2 separate regions of the Pan troglodytes genome follow, and region 2 is linked to region 1. A link is a contact called in public HiChIP or PLAC-seq data. All regions are on one chromosome and are shown on one strand. The core of a region is the stretch at or near the end of the contact, and the rest is flanking DNA. Distances in the headings are between cores, read along the strand shown.

Region 1 (3,750 bases), core at 619-3,118:
GGCCACGTGGGGGTACCTGGTAGGCCACCACGTGCCCGAAACACAGCGCAAAAAGCACGCGGCAGAGCCACCTTCCGGGGCCCACCACGTGTCGGTTTGCCAGGCCGGGGCGGAGACATCCGAGCGCAGCCGGGACTCCGACTAGGGCCGATACCGCCATTTCCCGGCCCAAGGCACCGGTCCCTCTGGAGATTCCAGGACCCACGCGGCGCGGCCCACGTGGCAGGCCGCGCTCCCGGGCACGTGCGTCAGGAGTCGAGTCCCAGCTCGTACGCGTCGCAAGAGTTTGGTCTCATCTCTCCACCCCAAGACCCAGCGCCCCCTCCCCGCGCTCAGTGACTCTGTCTTTCCCGCCGCGTTCGCCGCCCCCAGCACCTGCAGAACCTCTTCACCTCGCCACCAAGTAGCCAGAAGCCGCGAGACCTCCCCACTAATCGCGCGAGACTTCCCGCAGCATGGCGCCCTAGAACGCGCCCGGGATTGCGCGCAGGCCCTCCTCCCCGCGGCGCCGCGCTCGCCCCTCGGAAAGCAGGCCTACACGTCTGCGCTCGCGCTCAAGGCCGTTTACCTTCGCGAGCTTCACCATGATGGCGGCGGAGTGTGAAGCGGACAAGTGGCGCAGATGAGTCCAGAAGAAGCCAAGCGACGGCGATGGCGGCCGCGGGTGCTGAAGATCCCGGAGCACGTACACCCGAAGGCCAGCGAGAGCTCGAGACTGAGGCGAAAGACTGAGCCTGCCCAGTAATCGCCTGTGGAAAGGCGACGACGGCGCCCTCGTGACTCCGCGCCGACCAACCAAAGCTCGCGGCCGTCCCCATGAGCCAATCGCGAGCCTCTAACCGTGAACGGCGCGGGGCGGGGAGTAGGCGGGCCGAGGCGGCCACGGGAGGGGGAGGGGCTGGCAACGGCGCCGTGGGGGCGGGGCTCGCTTTGTGCAAGGCCCGCGCTGATTGGGCCGTGGGCGCGCGGGTCCCGGCCTGCGTCGTGGGACTGGCGTTTTTGGCGCCGGCTGTGAGGGGAGCGAGGGGGTGGTGGAATCGGGCGGTCTCCGGTTCGCCAATGTGGCTGGGTCCGTAGGCTCGGGCAGCCTTGGAGTTCCTTAGATACCCCGCGCTCGGTCCCGGCACGCACTCACGCCGCGGCTTCTGGTGGCCCTGGAGCGAGGAGTCCGCCAGCACCGGAAGTTCAGGGACCGCAGAGTTCCCGTTGGCCCTTTTGGAGGCACAGCGTAGCCCTGCTTGCCCGCGAGCATGGGGCCGGAGGCACCCCCGGCTGCAGGCAGTCTCCTGAGAGCTGTTAATAAAGGCAGTCGCGGGTCTGTGCGAGGTTTTCTGTGAGAAATGCACGAACCTCCCCTACCCCACAGAACCTCAAGCGGGAGATATTTCTCGACATGGGGAACGGCCTCGGAGAAGTAACTTTCTGGCCTCACAGGGCAGGGAGAGGGGCCTGGGAGGGCCGACCGCAGAGCCGGGCCTTTGACCGCCCACAGGTTCCCTGGTTATTATTTGGGTCGAATGCGCCAATTAAGGTGGTGGCTGCGAAGTCAGTGTCACCAGATGGCCCGGGAGCAGGTCGAGAGCCACCGGCAGGGTTCCCCGGCGGCAGGGCGAAGGAGGCCGCCAGTGACTTCCACGGTTAGCTTTGTGGGTGGGTCTCACTCGAAAACCAGAGCATTTCCCTCTGTCCAGGGCCTACCGGGGATCCATCCCATCCATAGGTCCAGCTATGGATCCATCCATACCTCATTGTTCCTACAGAACCAGGATATCTGCAGCTACGGCTGTACTTGTTAAAAATCACCTCAGGCCGGGCGCGGTGGCTCAGATCCGCAATCCCAGCATTTTGGGAGGCCGAGGCGCATGAACCGGGGAGGCGGAGGTTGCAGTGCCCACTGCACTGCAGCCTGGGCGACAGAGCGAGACTCCGTCTCAGAAAGAAAAGCATTTGTTAAGGCCGGGTGCGATGGCTCATGCCTGTAATCCCAGTACTTTGGGAGGCTGATGCAGGAGGATCGCTTGAGTCCAGGAACTTGAGACCGGCCTGGGTAATATAATGCGACCCTGTCTCCACACAAAAAATAATTGGGCATGGTGGCGCTCGCCTGGAGTCCCAGCTACTCGGGAGGCTGAGATGAGAGGATCGCTTGAGCCCAGGAGGCGGAGGTTGCAGTGAGCCGAGATCGCGTCATTGAACTCCAGCCTGAGTAACAAGAGCGAAACCCCATCTCAAAAAAAAAAAAAAAGAAAGAAAATAAAATTATTTGTTAAATGAATGAAGTATTTAGGTAGAAGCAGCAGCAGGGAGAGCCGGCATGGCTCAAGTGGCGTTGCTTTGGAGTTGGTCTGGGGCAGCAAAATAGCAATATCTAACACTTCATAATGCTGATTCAGTGCCAGGCGCTCTTCCAGCTCTTTACATATTAATTAACTTACTCTTCAAAATAACCTTTCCAAAAAGTTACCACTGTTTTACAGAAACTGGGACATAGAGGTAAATTAACTTGTCCAGGGTCGCTTAGCTAGCAGTGGAGGCGTAGGATATAAGTGAAGACACTGCTGTGTCATCCCAGTTTCTTTTTTTTGAGACAGAATCTCACTCTGTCCCCCAGGCTGGAGTGCAGTGGCAGGATCATGGCTCACTGCAGCCTTGACATCCCCAGCTATATCAATCCTCCCCCCTCAGCCTCCCAAAGGTGAGCCACCACGTCTGGCCTGTTTGTTTCTAAATGCTTTTTTGTTTTCTTTTGAAAACATGAGTATTTATTGAATTGTAAAGTATACACATAGTGCAAAATTCAAAAGATTCAAACAGGTGCACAATAAAAGGTCTCCCTCCCGTTCCTGTCCCCTAGGCCTCCCAGTCTCAAGGCAGTGGCAGTCTCTTGTATATCCTTCCAGATTCAGCCGTACGTGCAAATAGACAAGTATATTTGTTATATTTAATACAAACGCTATCATATACACTGTTCTGAGCTCTTCTTTTGTGTTAACTATATGTATCTTGTAACTCATCCTACATCAGCACATGTAGAGCTGCCTCATTCTTTTTAATAGCTACATGGCATTCCTTGTGTGGAAGGATCACAATTTATCTAGTCACCATTGCTGGATAGTTAGGGTTTTTTGCTATGTTTGGCCATTACAAACTGCTATAGCAAATATTCTCACTTGCGTTATTTTACACAAATCATATCTGTAGAACAGCTGGGTCAAGGGTATGGACTTTTACATTTTCATAGATGTTCTCCCAAGTGCTGTCTTTGGTTGGGGTTTTCCATGGCAGTTCCAGCCAAGAGCGACCCCACCTGCTCCAGCTGGCTCAGGTTATCTGCTGCCCCTGAGCTCCAAGGCTGGGAGACAGTGCTCCACGTTTTAGCAGAGGAAGAACTAGATGGTGGGGAGAGGTGTGAGCATGGCTCTAATTATTGTGGGGAGTGTGACTAGTCTCAGACACCAGCCAAGAAGCTGCAGGGGTACCACTGCCTTGAGTGGCCACTGGCTGCTTCTTCGGGCCTGCATGGACCCGGCCCAACTCTGTCTGCTGCTGTGGCCTGGCTGCCCCCCATGAAACCTGTGTAGTGAGGCACCCACTTGGGACACCCATGGGCACTTCTGACCCCTGAGACCCAGTCGGCCATAGTGGGCCTCATACTCATGCTAGGATCTGACAGCCCACTGGAGGGGGTCTGCAGGCTTCCAAGGATTAACTCCACTTCCCAGGACTGGGCTTCTAGGAAATAAGTGTCTC
Region 2 (3,750 bases), core at 727-3,226, 240 kb after region 1:
CATGGGAATAACGTCAGAAAACAGTTCTTTTTTTGTTTTTTTTTTTTTGAGATGGAGTCTCACTCTGTTGCCCAGGCTGGAGTGCAATGGCGTGATCTCAGCTCCTGCAACCTCTGCCTCCCGGATTCAAGCGATTCTCCTGTCTCAGCCTCCCGAGTAGCTGGGATTACAGGCGCACGCCACCAGGCCCGGCTAATTTTTGTATTTTTAGTAGAGACGGGGGTTTCACTATGTTGGTCAGGCTGGTCTCGAACTCCTGACCTCGTGATCCACTCACCTCGGCATCCACCCACCTCAGCTTCCCAAAGTGCTGGAATTGCAAGCGTGAGCCACCGCGCCCGGCCAGGCAAAGCAGTTCTTAGAGGGAAATTCACATTCATCAGTTCCTTCTGGGTGTTTGACCTTCCCGCTCCCACAACAGCCTGAATCCAGAACTGTCAAGTCTGGTTTTCAGCTGTGGACACAGTCCACTGCCCGAAGGCCACCATCCAGACGACGGGGAAGCCTTGATGGCCTTTCCGGAGCCACTGCCCGAAGGCCACCACCCAGACGAGGGGGAAGCCTCGATGCTTAGAGATGGTACAAGCCAGGCTCTCATTGCATCTGGGTTTCGTGGAAAAAACAATCCTCTCGAGGGTAACTGGAACTTAATGGATGCGCCGCAGGTGGAAGGCGCTCTGTCCCCCTGTTTACGATGACGCATAATCCCTCCAACTCTCTGAGAATGTGACACAAAGGAGGGGGTCACGGTGGCTGAGGCCAAGGAGCCCTTCCTCTGTGAAGGGCGGCCCCAGGTCTGCGCGGCGGTGAAGACAGACTGGCAGTGGGAGGGAGGGAACCCGACAAAGAGTTGAGACGCGTGGTCCTCGGGAACAGCACTGTGGAAGTCCCCCGGATTGAGGCGCGCCCGTCCAGTGGAGAATGCCACCTCCAGCCACTGGGGCGCCTGGGGGCAGGGCGGAGACACAGCGGGCGTCCCTTCGCCGCTGCATAGGAGGGCGACCGCTGGGCAGTGGGTGTTGGCGCGGTATCCCCGCCCTGCCCAGCATCTGCCCCACGTTTCTTCAGGCCAAACTACCGGGAGCCCGGGCTTCTTCCTAAAGTAAAACTCGCTCCGGAAAGGCCAACAGTCCAGCGGCCAGACGGGCACCTGGGAACGCGAGCCTAACGCGTACTGGAGACGGAGTGGCGCCCGGCACTGCGCGCCTCCTCCCCGCCGGGAGACTGCGTGCTAAGCTCAGCAAAGCCCCGCTGTGGAGACGGAGCCATGTCGCCCATTACCTAATGAAACTGAGAAGGGAGACTCAGTCTCTCTTCTAGCCCCGAGCGCAAGCTCTGCGGGACTTGGCATCGTCCTCCCTCCACGATCCCACACTCCGGGTTTTCCCCATTCCCAGCTCGGCTGCACCCGAGAGACAGACGGAAGAAACTGCCAATGGAAGGACGCAAAGCGTCAACTTTGTGTTCGCCCGCCACTCTCGGCCAATGTGCGCTCGTGTTTCCGGAGTCCCGCCTTCCGTGTCGGGCGCCCCCTTTTGGCAGCACAGGGACGAACCCTACGTCTCGCCATCTTGTGTGTGGCACAGGTAAATTTCTGGACTATGTTTCCACCTATTCTGGTCCTTTTTCCCACACAACCGATTTCTTAGTTCGACAGCTAAGTGCGGTGGCGATAAGGCCAGCGTAGCCTGTTGTTCTCGGATCGCCCACGTGAGCTAGATCGCTACGTCACGCCACGCTTGCCGAGCCCGGCGCCATCTTGAGTGTGGCGTTTTGATGCTCCCCTTTCTCGGGGCTCCGCATGGTTCTCTAAATGGCCCCCCAAATTTCAGGTAGTCCCCAAAGATTAGCCCAACTGGCTCCAGAGACGATGATTTTCCCCGAGGAACTCTGTAATGTTCATGTGCCCATCGCAGTCCAGCAGTGGGGTGGGAGAAGGGTAGACTCGATGGCCCGGCAGGCCCCTGGAGGAGGCTGCCCTGAGGCTGTCGCGACGGCAGTGACCGCTCGGGACAGACCCTAACTAGAGCCCTAGAATGAGGGGACCGCTATGCCGTGCGGGGCCCGCGGGCTGTCCCACTCGAGGGCTGGAGCCGGCATCGCGCATCGAGTCCGCTTGATACATGAATCCGTGTGTGCTTGGGACGGTGCCCGCTTGTCGACCTACTTGGCCGACGGACGCCGGACCTGATGGTGGGCAATCGGGGTCGCCTGCCCACAGGACTAGGGGTGCCCTGCCCTGGGAGGGCGCGAGGGCATGGCAGAGGGACGGGGCGGCCCAGGTGCCCGGGTCTCGGCCTCGTGACCTCGTTGCTCGTCGTGGGGCTGCCGTCCACTTGCACTGGGACAATCCTTGGTCGAAGGCGCCCAGGCGCGGGGGGCGGGCACCTCCGCGGGCACTGCGCTGGGCACCGCCCGGGGCGAGCGCGGCCCAGCACCCCGCCTTCCCCTCCCCCGCGCTGGCAGCCGTCGTGCGCCCGCCGCCCCCTCTTCCCTCCCCCTCTTCCCTCCCCCTCCTTCCGAGCAGCCGCGGGGAGGGCGGGAGAGGGAGGGAAGGGGGCTGGGCGGGCAGCTTTGCCGCGCTTTGGCTTTCTGCGTCAGCAGCCCCAGCAAAACAGCTGCGGGAGCGCGCGTCCGGAACGCGCTCGCGCACCCCTCCCCCGCGCCCTCGGCCCCGCTGAGACCCGGCAAACTCGGGCCTTGAATGACAGTGCGATCGGCGACTGCGCAGCGCGGGACGCGCCGGGGCACTGCCGCTTTAAGCACGCTTGTCCATTGTTCGGAATCGAGCCAATGAGCGAGCGCCCGCTCCCTGCGCTCAGCCAATAGCGGCCGGGCATGGGAAGCCGAGCGCCGCCCACTAATCTATATTAAAGCTTCTGGCGCCGCGTGAGTCCCCCACTGGCTGCTCTGAAAAGCCATCTTTGCATTGTTCCTCGTCCGCCTCCTTGCTCGCCGCAGCCGCCTCCGCCGCGCGCCTCCTCCGCCGCCGCGGACTCCGGCAGCTTTATCGCCAGAGTCCCTGAACTCTCGCTTTCTTTTTAATCCCCTGCATCGGATCACCGGCGTGCCCCACCATGTCAGACGCAGTCGTAGACACCAGCTCCGAAATCACCACCAAGGTGAGGCTGGACGCCGCCCGCCCCCTCGGGGTCCGCGCGCCGCCGCTCGGGCGGTGTTTGGCGCGCAGCAGCTGGACTGCCTCAAGCCCGCTATTGCTCCCTCTCGCGGGGAAACGGCCCGCCCCCGGCGCGGTGCCCTCAGGCAGCCCACTCTTTGTGTGGTGCGGGGGAGGGGGCGGGAACCGCCGCGGGCAGACGTGATGCCCGTCGGGGAGTGGGCCGGGCGCCCTCGGGGGCCGAGGGCTAGGCGCGGAGGCCGGCTCACGGCCCTCGAAACTCGTCTGTGATCGGTATGAGTGGCGGCGGGAGGAGAAGGGCCTGGCTGGGGGTCGTCGGCCCGCCGGGCGCACGGAAATAACTTTGAAACTCAAGCGCGTTGGGAATCGGAAGTGCTGGGGGGCGCGTGTTGGGGCGCGGGCCGGCCGCGGGAAGTGGCGGCGAGCGCCCGCCGGCCGCGCTGCTCTTTGTTCGGCGCCAGGCCGCCGGTTTCGCGCCCTGCAGCGGACCTGAGGTGGTTTATCTAGACTAAGTCCCGATAAGGCGGATGGGGCGACGGGCTGGCTGGCCGCGACGTCGGCCGTCCCGGCGGAGGTGTGACGGGCTTATCCGCTTTGGGCGCTCTGGGAGG

The links. HiChIP or PLAC-seq counts read pairs in DNA pulled down with a chosen protein or histone mark.
Region 2: an H3K4me3 HiChIP or PLAC-seq map of stem cell-derived excitatory neurons shows a contact between it and region 1, with 4 times the contacts expected there. The contact joins the promoter of PTMA here to the promoter of NCL in region 1. A contact is called at or near these places in 1 of 7 Hi-C or Micro-C datasets (stem cell-derived neural progenitor cells) and 1 of 1 datasets of contacts at active chromatin or transcription factors (stem cell-derived excitatory neurons).

What each region holds. Positions count from the first base shown.
Region 1 is chr13:133,709,000-133,712,749 of NHGRI_mPanTro3-v2.0_pri, forward strand. It overlaps NCL (nucleolin), which reads right to left and starts at 1,869. Exons shown (of 14, transcript XM_516145.8): 1 at 569-1,869. The coding sequence starts at 586.
Region 2 is chr13:133,950,935-133,954,684 of NHGRI_mPanTro3-v2.0_pri, forward strand. PTMA (prothymosin alpha) reads left to right here and starts at 1,977. Exons shown (of 5, transcript XM_054678827.2): 1 at 1,977-2,193. The coding sequence starts at 2,191.